2 separate regions of the Zea mays genome follow, and region 1 is linked to region 2. The links are chromatin contacts, called in public Hi-C maps. All regions are on one chromosome and are shown on one strand. Each heading gives the region's core, a stretch centred on a gene start, on an enhancer-like site or on the middle of the called end of the contact. The rest is flanking DNA. Distances are from core to core; before and after follow the strand shown. Region 1 holds the start of LOC100277755. Region 2 holds the start of LOC100281645.

Region 1 (6,037 bases), core at 355-2,854, 330 kb before region 2:
TATACTTATTTATGACACTAAAACATGCCATTTTATTTTGTAGCATGTTGTATATGAAGGTTTACCAGGCAATGAACTTCGAGAGTAGCCTCCTCTAGTAATATTTCTATTGAAAACTCTTCCAGGTCTTGCCCATTCTTTTTTCATTTCTTTTTGCACCCTGATAGCATTCATGCCTTGCTGACTTGTGTTCTGCAATGGCAGAACAAACTAAGGGTGAGATGAGACATGGTAACAGTAGTTACAACTCATATACGGATGACAATAAAAAAACAAATGTCCAACAGAACAGCAGTAACAACTAGATGACCATTTGGCACTAACACGATGGGCCAGCCCAGGCACGGCACGAAAAAGCACGGTCCAGGCACGACCCGGTCCGGTTAGTATAGTGCCAGTGCCTGGCACGGCACGGCTATAGTGCCGTGCCTGGGCCACTATCTCGACCCGTAGTGCTGCCACGGGCACGACACGGTTACATTTTTTATTTTATAAATAATAGTTTACATATATTAAGTATAAGAATTCAACATATAACACAATAAAACTGCAGCTGCACTGGTTAGATGGATGCGTTTAAGCCTCTTATGCACTAGGTTGTGGGTTCAAGCCCCCACAACTACACATTTTTTGCTAAATTCTACAATATACTCAGATGGGCCATAGTGCCACCGGGCCGGCCCGGCACGACTAACAGGCTCACGGGCCGTGCCTGGGCCGCGGCAGCGGCACGCCGGCCCATCTTGGCACGGCACGTTTCGTAGCCGGGCCTAGCGGGCCGTGCCAGCGACGGGCCGTGCCGGGTCGGGCCGTGCCGGCCCGTTTGGCCATCTATAGCAACAAGGGAAATAACACATACCTCTCTATTGCTGCCATGACGCTTTGTGCTGTTATGAAAATACTCTGCAGGGGGGCATTTAACAATAGTTAGCACTTCATTAAAAAAAACTGAATGTGCTCATAGTCATAAAACAAAAGAAAACATATATGCCATAAAGACCAATGCTCCAATGCATACATTAAATATCTAGGCCCTGGCATTAACAATTCCCATTCCCAACTCTAGTGGCGGGGGGTAACACAGGGCATGGAGTTGCAGGTCGGGCTGAAAATTCAGAATAAGGTGATAATATATTAATAGTAGTGAATGATACTTTAGGTTAATTATGCCACCGGACAGTGTCGGGCGAATGCACAAGCAGGAGAACCGAATCAGAATGGGGTTTCTTATATCAACAGGGTCCACAAGCCAACAATGCAAAACAGATGGATAGGAGTATCCATCCATCCCTCGCAGGACGTAGGGTTAGGTTCCGAACGCTATTAGTTCGAGAAAGAGGATTCAACAAATTAGCACGCAATCAGAAAAAGGCTAGGGCTCACCGATAAAGCCGGAGGAGCCTCCCCTCGACGCCATCAAAGGAGACGAGAGGAGGGGGAGAGGGCGAGGACAAAAAAGTCGAATCCGGCGGTGTGGTCCTGCTGGAGGCGGCGGGCGTGGGCAGGGGAGGCGACGAGGGTTCGGCCTTCGGCGGCGCGGGCGGCGGGGATATGACTGGAGCGGTGGCGTTTCCTTGGCCCTAGGATGACGATGGCGTGCGAATACGATAATCAGACTTCGATGGGAAAGTGTAATGATGATTGGGCCGTGAGCCCAGACGTCAAGGCCCAAATGTATATTGCAATACACTTGGTTGGGCCGAAAAACTCTCTCTTTTCTAGTCTCTAATCTCTAGAGCAACTTCAAAAGGATGAAAAAAAAACTTTCCCTTAGAAGCTGATTATTGGAGGTACACTAAAACTTGTTAGGGGTGGATTACCCTCCAACAGTTTTTCAAACATAACAGCAACACTATGTTGCAGGCTTCAAGTGTGTATGTACTAAGGAGTGTTTGAATGCATTAAAGCTAATAGTTAGTTGACTAAAAATTGCTAATTGAATTAGTTAGCTAACTAGTGTCTAATTTACTAAAAGTAACTAATAGCTGAACTATTAACTAGACTGTTTGGATGTCTCAGTTAATTTTAGCACCTAACTATTAGTTCTAATGCATTCAAACACCCATAAATCCTACACTTTGTGGTGATGCAATCGCAGCAAAGAAAACAAAAGGATGGAAGACTCATGTCCCCATCCGCTTTATTGTCAGGTTAACAATAGCAACATCTACTTTCACTGTTGCTTACCATGTGATTGGTTTCCTGAGTGTGGAGCGTCTGTCTCACGTCAGCCTGGGTTGCTGGAAACGCGGCGGAGCTGTATCTCCGCGCATACAGACGAGAGAGCTAAAAAAGGTTATGTGGTACGCGTGGGAGCATGTTGTCGTCATCCTCTACGGCCAACCAATCACAAATTTTGCATGGTCAACTGTACGCGGTGCGCCTGGGCGTGGCTGGCGGCGCAACCAATCACGTGGTTAGCTCCTGAACGAGCCTAGGACCAAGCATATTAAATCATCACCAACAGAACAAGTGCAGGAAATGGACGGAGCCATCATGTCGACCAAGCCAATGTGTTGCATTCTCACAGGCCGGTACCAAGAAGAAGATCTGAGTGAGTTCTTGACGCAAAAACCATTGAGTCGGTGACACCAGCAGCAAGAGATCTAGAAAACCGTCAGATCGACCGACCGAGAGACCAGACAAAATCACAAAAGAATGGTTAGCTCCCAACCTTGCTCCTCCTTGTTGCCGCCATCCATTGTCGTAGGAAGAAGAAGCAACAAATTAACTGCCTGGATGGGGATAACAAAATTGCATCAGCCACTTAGTAAAAGAAACAACGGTGATTGTACCGATACACGGTGTACTCCTCAATGCTCATGGTGGTTGGTGGTGATTGGAGTAATAATCTGTGTTGTGCATGCTAAACTGCTGCTATCATTGGCGAGAAGTTATAGACACAGATGGTGGTGGCATGTCACCGTTGCCGCTGCCGCCGTTGCGCTCCTCGTCGCCCTGTATCCTGGTGGGGATGCGGATCCCGGAGAGGGCGATGCCGGGTGAAAGTCGCCTAGAGGGGGGGTGAATAGGGCGAAACTGAAATTTACAAAATTAATCACAACTACAAGCCGGGTTAGCGTTAGAAATAGAAACGAGTCCGAGAGAGAGGGCGGAAAACAAATCGCAAGCGAATAAAGAGTGTGACACGCGGATTTGTTTTACCGAGGTTCGGTTCTTGCAAACCTACTCCCGTTGAGGTGGTCACAAAGACCGGGTCTCTTTCAACCCTTTCCCTCTCTCAAACGGTCCCTCGGACCGAGTGAGCTTTTCTTCTCAATCACTTGGAACACAAAGTTCCCACAAGGATCACCACACGATTGGTGTCTCTTGCCTCAATTACAAGTGAGTTTGATCTCAAGAAAAAATGAGAAAGAAAGCAATCCAAGCGCAAGAGCTCAAAAGAACACAACAAATCTCTCTCACTTAACACTAAAGCTTTTATGGAATTGGGAGAGAATTTGATCACTTGGGTGTGTCTAGAATTGAATGCTAGAGCTCTTGTAAGTGGTTGGAAGTTGGAAAACTTGGATGACTTGAATGTGGGGTGGTTGGGGGTATTTATAGCCCCAACCACCAAACTAGTCGTTTGGTGGAGGCTGCTGTCGCATGGCGCACCGGACAGTCCGGTGCGCCACCGGACACTGTCCGGTGCGCCAGCCACGTCACCAGGCCGTTGGGTTCCGACCGTTGGAGCTCTGTCTTGTGGGCCCGCCTGGCTGTCCGGTGGTGCACCGGACAAGTCCTGTAGACTGTCCGGTCTGCCACCCGCGCGTGCTCTGACTTCTGCGCGCGCTGGCGCGCATTTAATGCGTTGCAGACGACCGTTGGCGCGAAGTAGTCGTTGCTCCGCTGGCTCACCGGATAGTCCGGTGTGCACCGGACATGTCCGGTGAATTATAGCGGAGCGGATTCCCGAAGCTGGCGAGTTCAGAGTCGCTCTCCTCTGGAGCACCGGACAGTCCGGTGAATTATAGCGAAGCGCCTCTGAAAATTCCCGAAGGTGCGAAGTTTGGCTTAGAGTCCCCTGGTGCACCGGACAGTCCGGTGCGCCAGACCAGGGCAGCCTTCGGTTGTCCCTTGCTCTTTTGGTTGAACCCATTTCTTGGTCTTTTTTTATCGGCTAAGTGTGAACCTTTGGCACCTGTATAACTTATACACTAGAGCAAACTAGTTAGTCCAATTATTTGTGTTGGGCAATTCAACCACCAAAATCATTTAGGAAATAAGTGTAAGCCTAATTCCCTTTCAATCTCCCCCTTTTTGGTGATTGATGCCAACACAAACCAAAGCAAATGAGGAAGTGCATAATTGAACTAGTTTGCATAATGTAAGTGCAAAGGTTACTTGGAATTGAGCCAATATAAATACTTATAAGATATGCATGGATTGTTTCTTTGATTTTTGACATTTTGGACCACGCTTGCACCACTTGTTTTGTTTTTGCAAATTCTTTTGTAAATCCTTTTCAAAGTCATTTTGCAATATAGTCAAAGGTAAATGAATAAGATTGTGAGAAGCATTTTCAAGATTTGAAATTTTCTCCCCCTGTTTCAAATGCTTTTCCTTTGACTAAACAAAACTCTCTCTCACTGAAATCCTCCTCTTAGTGTTCAAGAGGGTTATAAGATATCAATTTTGAAAAACACTACTTTCTCCCCCTTTTGAACACAATGAGATACTAATTTGAAAATCATACCAATTGAGAAATTCTTTTTTAAATTAGTGGTGGTGCGGTCCTTTTGCTTTAGGCTCATGCTCTCTCCCCCTTTGGCATAAATCTCCAAAAACGGATTCATTAGAGCCCTTTTAACTACTTTCTCCCCTTTGGCAAATAAGACACGAGTGAAGATGATACCAAAGCCGGAGAGATGCTCGGAGCCACGACGAAGGATGAGTTACGGAGTGGAAGCCTTTGTCTTTGCCGAAGACTCCAATTCCCTTTCAATACACCTATGACTTGGTTTGAAATGCACTTGAAGACACATTAGTCATAGCATATAAAAGAGATATGATCAAAGGTATATTTATGAGCTATGCATGCAAGACATCAAAAGAAATTCCTAGAATCAAGAATATTTAGCTCATGCCTAAGTTTGTTAAAAGTTTGTTCATCAAGTGGCTTGGTAAAGATATCGGCTAATTGATCTTTAGTATTAATGTATGCAATTTCGATATCTCCCTTTTGTTGGTGATCCCTTAAGAAATGATACCGAATGGCTATGTGTTTAGTGCGGCTATGCTCAACGGGATTATCCGCCATGCGGATTGCACTCTCATTATCACATAGAAGAGGAACTTTGGTTAATTTGTAACCGTAGTCCCTAAGGGTTTGCCTCATCCAAAGAAATTGCGCGCAACAATGGCCTGCGACAATATACTCGGCTTCGGCGGTAGAAAGAGCTACAGAATTTTGCTTCTTTGAAGCCCAAGACACCATGGACCTTCCCAAGAACTAGCAAGTCCCGGATGTGCTCTTTCTATTAATTTTACACCCCGCCCAATCGGCATCCGAATAACCAATTAAATTAAAAGTGGATCCCCTAGGATACCAAAGCCCAAACTTAGGAGTATAAACTAAATATCTCAAGATTCGTTTTACGGCCGTAAGGTGAGCTTCCTTAGGGTCGGCTTGGAATCTTGCACATATGCATACGGAAAGCATAATATCCGGTCTAGATGCACATAAATAGAGTAGAGAGCCTATCATCGACCGGTATACCTTTTGATCTACGGACTTACCTTCCGTGTCGAGGTCGAGATGCCCATTGGTTCCCATGGGTGTCTTGATGGGTTTGGCATCCTTCATCCCAAACTTGCTTAGAATATCTTGAGTATACTTCGTTTGTCTTAGGAAGGTGCCCTCTTGGAGTTGCTTCACTTGAAATCCCAAGAAGTATTTCAACTCCCCCATCATTGACATCTCGAATTTTTGTGTCATGATCCTACTAAACTCTTCACATGTAGATTCGTTAGTAGACCCAAATATAATATCATCAACATAAATTTGGCATACAAACAAATCATTTTCAAGTGT
Region 2 (6,634 bases), core at 2,397-4,896:
TGGTATATTGTATTTGTGGCATTAGTTTTATATTAGTATCTGGTACTATTACATTATTAGTTTTTATAAGTACATTACAGTGGTATGTGGTATATTTGCATTATTAGTCTTTATTTTTGGCTAATTTTTTTCGTCGGTCGGAAGCCGCCAAAAATAGATCATATGTTGCCGAAAATAAACTATTTTCAGCGATATATAGCTTATTTTTAGCGGTTTCTGGCCGCCGGAAATGATCTTGTTCTTTGTAGTGGTTATAACAACTTTATGGCTAATTTATACTCATAAGGAAAAGAAACAAAAGCAAAACAAAAGAAATCATTAGGTATCTTGGAAAACACAAGGACTAAAAGAGTACTAGTAGATGTTGGACCGTGTCAGCAGTTTACTCGTATAGTCAACGAAAACACTGTTTTATATTATAAATTGCACTATTTGTAGAGTGTAGTTTAATATAGTTATGTGAGTAAGCTGCTAGAGATAACCTTAGATAACAAACAATGATATTGGTGTATAGATACCTTGTGGTCGGAGCAAATTTAGCTACAAGCTAGTAAAAAAAATTGGTCAACATGTTTACTTGGTTTTAATCCGTATCGATTTTTATTATTCATACAATGTTTTTTTTTGTCTCTATAGATTGTCTTGGAAACAAAACAGTGCGAAGTTAGCTTCAATCCCAAATGAACAATCCGGTGTCTTGGAAAACACAATGACCAGTCGACAGCAAACACGGCTATCGGTGCCCTGTAGCCGAAGCAAATTTTGGCTACAGAGAGAAGAAAAGATCGGAGATCTGATCTTGTGGTGGCCTAGCTGGTCTACCCCTGCTACGCGGCATCTGCGCCTGTGCCGCCTGCCAAGTGATGCGTGTTCGTTTGGCAAGCGTGAAGCGTGTCCTGGCGTTTATGGGAAGCTTCCCGTGCCGTGTCCAACCGCACAAGTACAGACATGGCCGAAAATGACGGATCCAAATGAAACTTGAAGAAAAATGTTACGGATGAAGATGGCACATGTCACTGTCACTTGTTTTATTTCCGTCGCATGGTTGGGGGATTTGATGATGTTGGTGATGCCGGCTATTAGATGTTTACCAAGGTCCAACCAACGAGTTAGTTCCATCTCCATTAAAAAACGCTATAGAACGAGTGTTGATCAAATTCTTTTAAGTTCGATGGAATTAGTAAAAAAATATTAAGCAAAGTTTACATTTTAAAAATTATTATATTCAAAGAACTATCTAACGTTACTAATTAGTTATTATAAATATTGATATTATATATATTTGATAAAGTTAACATGTTGGGTTCTTTTTGGCTTTTGCAACGGAGAGAGTACATACAAAAAAAAAGTCTGAACCACCCTTGAACTAGCCCTTAAATTTGAAAAATAAACCCCTCAAAAATCAAGATTGGACAACAAGTATGCCTTAACTTTTCTAGAAAAAACTTTTGACCGTTTCAAAGTGATTTCTTGGATGACTTTGATGACCCTAGTCTCCCTATCATTTGTTATCTCCCCTTCTCTTATATATAAAAAACATAACTTCACCATGTAAGTCGTATTGATATAAACTTTATACTTAAATTGTATTTCTATTGCTATCTTTTTATTTAATATATTCTAAATATTTTTTAAATCGCTAGATTTTAGAATTCATTTTTTTAAAAAAAATAACATTGGATATTGATATATACCAGAGTTGTAGTTTTCAGTGAATTCTATAACTTTATAGTTAATAATATTTTTAACTGGGGTCGTTTAGGGACACAAATATTCACTTTAAATGTCTTTGATTTCGAAACTTTTTTTTTCCAAACGACCTCTAATGTTCATACAGTGTAAACCGAAGTTGCAGCTCTCAACATGATCCATAATTTCTTGCCTTTTCTGTTTAAAAATTATAAAAAAAATACCTTTTTCGGATATATTAATTTTATTACGTATCTTTGCTATGTATATAAACATAACATATATCTAAATGTATAGCAACAGTTTTGTATTTTTAAAATTAAAACATCTTATAATTTGAAATATAAAAGTAGAGGAATTAGTTGATATTTTTTATTTAAGACCGTTTAGACTTAAAATACCTGTCATTCGAGGGATTTATTTTAAAATGAGTATTTATACCTGCAAATAACCTCGGATTAACAGGCTGTCAAGACATAGCGGTACAATATTTAGGCCTCTACAAAGTTCTAGAAGCGGAATACACCGCTCTTCATGCATCCTAGCATGCTTTCTTTTTGTTTTTTTTGGCCGTTGCGTCGTGCATGCGTGCATTACTCATGCAAAAACTCGCGTAAAAGTACTTTACCAGATCTAATTTGTAGTTCGTTTGTCTTTTTAGTCTAAGCTTAATTAGCTCGTCTTATTTAAAATTTTTCATAATAACAATAATTTTTAGTGTAATATTGTTTATCATATATATGTATGATTTTGACTTTTTTATTTTTTTTCTTCTATAAATTGAATTAGACGAATCAGTCAAACTTGACACAAAAATGCAAAAGGATTATAGTTTAGAACGAAGAGAGTAGTATATAATTGTAATCTCTAGATGACTATAAAGTCTAAAGAGTTGAAAGTAACTTTAGATATTAATACTATGGTACCAAATTTGTTTGACGTAAGAGCATGTATAGTGGAGAGACATCAAAACAGTTTTTCAAGCACAAGAGATAATAAAAGACTCTATTATATAATAGAGTGTCTATAAATTTATTCCACTAATAAATACATAAGTAAATGTGATTATATAGCATCGGATCGATAAAACAGACGCTGACTAAGACGTATGTTAGGTTACGAGCAAGAGATGTCACACTGCTGCACGAGTAGTATATAAAAAATGTTCACTACAAAGGTTTGAAACTTCGAATGCGTGTGCAGAGAAGGAAGATGACTTTAAGGTAGGTACTGTTGACGGCACATGCCATTAATTGTCTGGCAATTCCAAGAAATTTGACCTGAATTCCACACTCCTTGGGTCGAAAAGTTTCTAGCCATTCCGTCCACTGTACTGTACTCGTACTGCTGCTCTGCACTCCGGTATTCATCAATTTGACTTGAGTAGTACTCCCTCCGGTGTAGTAAAAGAAGTCATCCTGCGCGTGACCGAGCGTGCACAAAAAGAAGTCATAGCGCGCGTGGGTCTGGGATTTGGACGTTGTTGCCCCTAGTAATTGCACAAAAAAAGATGCATTTAAGACCTTCAGTCTAGAATGCCTTGGAGCTGCTGCAGCAACCAATCAAGCCTGATTATTTTAGTGATGTTAATGCACCCATATTCCTATTTAATATGGGCAAACAGGGAAAACTCTATGATAATTAATCACTCCTTGGTATGCACAATCATGTCCTAAACGACTACCTTTACTGCACTGGAGGGAGTACCTTTGAAGAGGCTTTGACAGATTAAATTGAGAGTTGCTACAATGCCAGAGAGAGAGGGCACAGGCAATAGGCTAAATAAATAAATAAATAAATAAATATTTTTAGCTAAAATATTCGAAACTCTTGCCGGTCAATGCACGGGCAGAGAAATATCAGCAGACAGCCGCGTAGTACACCGAATCCAGCCAGCGGGCGCCGCACACAGACGAGAGACGAGACGGCTGCGAGAGCAGAGGCAAGACGTGTCTCAAATCTCGCCGTCTCTCGCCGCTGCCTCCTCTCTTCTCCTCTAGAGAAACCGGCCGAACATTCTCGGCAATAATTAAAAAAAAAAACAGTCCAGCCTGCCTGTGCCTGTTTCGTGTGTCTGAGGATCTCCTGATCTCCTCCTCCCCCCTCCCCTGCTCCCTCCCCATCGTCATCCACCTCCTCCACCCATCCCCTCCTCGCTCGCTCTCTCGCGGCTTCCCTCTCCTCCTCTGACCTGCGCATCTGAAGCATAGATAGCAAGCAAGGACCCTGCTCAGTGCTCACCTCGCCGGAGGTGCTGCTGCTACGGCGGCGGCGGCGTACTACTACTACTACGACGAGGTAACCACCACCACCACCACCCGCCCCCTCCTCCTCTCTTCTCTCGTCGGGAATCGTCCTGGTGCTGAGCTGACCGGAGCTCGATTCACCCGTTCGTTCCTCTTGCTCAACACCGTGTTCGGGCAGGGGATGCTGCGTCCGATCCGCCCGCGCCTGAATTCCTCCACCCCTGCCCTGCCCTGCAGTCACTGACAGGTTCGCTGCGATTTCGCCTCGACCCGGCTCCACGGTCCGTGCTCCGTCGCCCCCGGCGGGCGGACCCGATTCCCGGGTCTCCGCCGCCCTCTTCGCCTCGCTCCCGAGGTCGTCTCCACGTGCTCTCGGGAACTCTGCGCGCAGCTCCGGATCTCAACCGTTTCGTTCCCCTCAACCACCTTTTCGTTTACCCGGATTCCTTTTTTTTTATCTCGTTCGTCGTCATGGATCGATGATCAAGGTGTCCGCCTTCCCTTCGAGTACAGGCAGCAAGGGGGGAAGGAAATCGCGGCAGTTAATTCCGAGATCTGTGCCGATTTTTAGGGCCCAAGCTGGAAAGATTCGGCAAGTACTACGTCTGATCTTGTAGCATAGTACCCCCCTCATGTCCGAATAGTGAAACTTGTCTCCGCCCTTGGCGCTTTTAAAAAGTACTACTCATTTTTTTTTAATTCGCGCACTCTGTGAACCAAATCCTCCTCCTTCCTTATCCCAGGCAGCCTCCCCATCTCCTGCGAGTTGCGTGCTCACCGATTCCCGCTCCTCTCCATTGCAGACTCTGCGCGCGCACAAGCCCACAGGAGTGCAGAATTGACCGCGCGCACGACGACGACGACCACCAACAGCAACAGGAGAGAGGAGGAGATCGATAAGGGATGGAGGGCGGCGAGACGACGCTGTCCGGGTTCGGCGGTGCCGGGGCCCCCGGCGTGGACACCAAGGTGCTGCACGCGTTCCAGACCAGCTTCGTGCAGGTGCAGACGCTGCTGGACCAGAACCGCCTCCTGATCAACGAGATCAACCACAACCACGAGTCCAAGGTGCCCGGCGACCTCTCCCGCAACGTGGGCCTCATCAGGGAGCTCAACAACAACATCCGCCGCGTCGTCGACCTCTACGCCGACCTCTCCTCGCTCTTCGCCGCGGCCGACGGCGGCGGCGGCCGCGCCGCGTCCGAGGGCGGGTCCGTGGGCACCGTCCGCCACCAGGCGGGCGCCGGCCACAAGAGGATCAGGTCCGGCCTCGACTGATTTGTTGCCAGGCATTTCTTCTTCGCAGAGAAAAGGAGTAGCAGTACTAAGTACAGTAGCTAGCCACGTACCACCAGCCGCAGCGAAACCACCTCCCTTTTGTCTTCTGACTTGAGCTCTTCTTGTATCTATCGACATACGCTATATATCTATCTATCTATTTATATGTCTCCATTACGACTGTTACCATATTCTTGTTGCTAAGAGCTACTACTACTTAGTATGCGATTAGTCTGTATTTTCGATGCAATGCAATTCATGGACGATGCACGCAACATACAGGGTGAACTTGTCTGAATTCCCAGAGAAACATATACTACACTGAAGTTTGCTGTGCTAACTGATTTGTCGATGGCAGACCACTTTCTTTTTTACTCTGCATCATTCACCAGGGAACACAACAAAGCTTAGGTCCTTTCGATAACCTAATTCAGGAAGCGATGCCATGGCTGACCATGATGGCCCCCCAGAAAAATCCAAGGGAACTCATGAGATGTCAGACGCAAACAGGTGAACCCCCCCCCCCCCCCCCCCCCCCCCACTGATTTCATCTGTGCTTTACACTGTCAGAGAAGAGAAATCCGAAATCCAAGAGCAAAGTCATGATCTTTTGGCGAGCTCATGCTGTCCTCCTGCTTTCCTTTTCTTTCGTCATGCTCGCTTCACTTGCGGAGAAGGGTGCATTCCCCCCTGCCTGCGACGCCACCGTCGCTTCTTTCCAGCGGTCCCGACGACTCTCTCGCAGCGGCGGCGGCGGCGGCACTTTCTGCGAGAATCTGTTAAACGCTGGCCGTTCCATCCGGCATTGGATGATGATGATGACTGCACCAGCTGTTTGAAATGAACGGGGGAAAAAATGCAGCTGCGAGAATCTGTTAAAGCGCTTTTGCCACGAGAGCACGTTTGTCGGCGTGGGGTTTTCCGCAAGATTCTCTTGCGAAAAGACTCTTTTATGCACAGGCATCAAGTACTAGTACAACTTTGGAATTGCCAGAATTCCTAGGTGCGTGTTCGGTTGTGGGACTAGGCGGGTTTGGTTGACTATATATATATATATATATATATATATATATATATATATATATATATATATATATATATATATATATATATATATATATATATATATATATATATATATATATATATATATATATATATATATATATGTGTGTGTGTTTGGTTTGAGTAATAAAGTGATTCATTTTCTTCTCGCTTTTTTATTTGGTTTGTGTAATAGAATATGTTGATCTATCATCACCCCATTCCTTATAAGCTAACTAGTTGGTTGTCCGTGCGTTGCGACGGCTTACAACAATACCTACATAAACTATCTATCAAAAAAAATTCAAGATTTTTTATTGATTGTCTCCGCTCTCTATAATATATTTTTTGATTTGGCTAACTGATGTTATTTATTA

What was found. A called contact is a pair of places that touch in the nucleus more often than the background predicts.
Region 1: a contact with region 2 is called in a Hi-C map of ear, with 1.9 times the contacts expected there. The contact joins the promoter of LOC100277755 here to the promoter of LOC100281645 in region 2. A contact is called at or near these places in 3 of 25 Hi-C or Micro-C datasets (ear, leaf and tassel).

What each region holds. Positions count from the first base shown.
Region 1 is chr1:72,086,368-72,092,404 of Zm-B73-REFERENCE-NAM-5.0, reverse strand. It overlaps LOC100277755, which reads right to left and starts at 1,604. Exons shown (of 10, transcript NM_001412144.1): 1 at 1,384-1,604; 2 at 860-903; 3 at 66-192. The coding sequence starts at 1,417.
Region 2 is chr1:71,754,088-71,760,721 of Zm-B73-REFERENCE-NAM-5.0, reverse strand. It overlaps LOC100281645, which reads left to right and starts at 3,646. Exons shown (of 3, transcript NM_001348962.1): 1 at 3,646-3,987; 2 at 4,173-4,527; 3 at 4,739-5,397. The coding sequence starts at 4,839. The coding sequence ends at 5,213.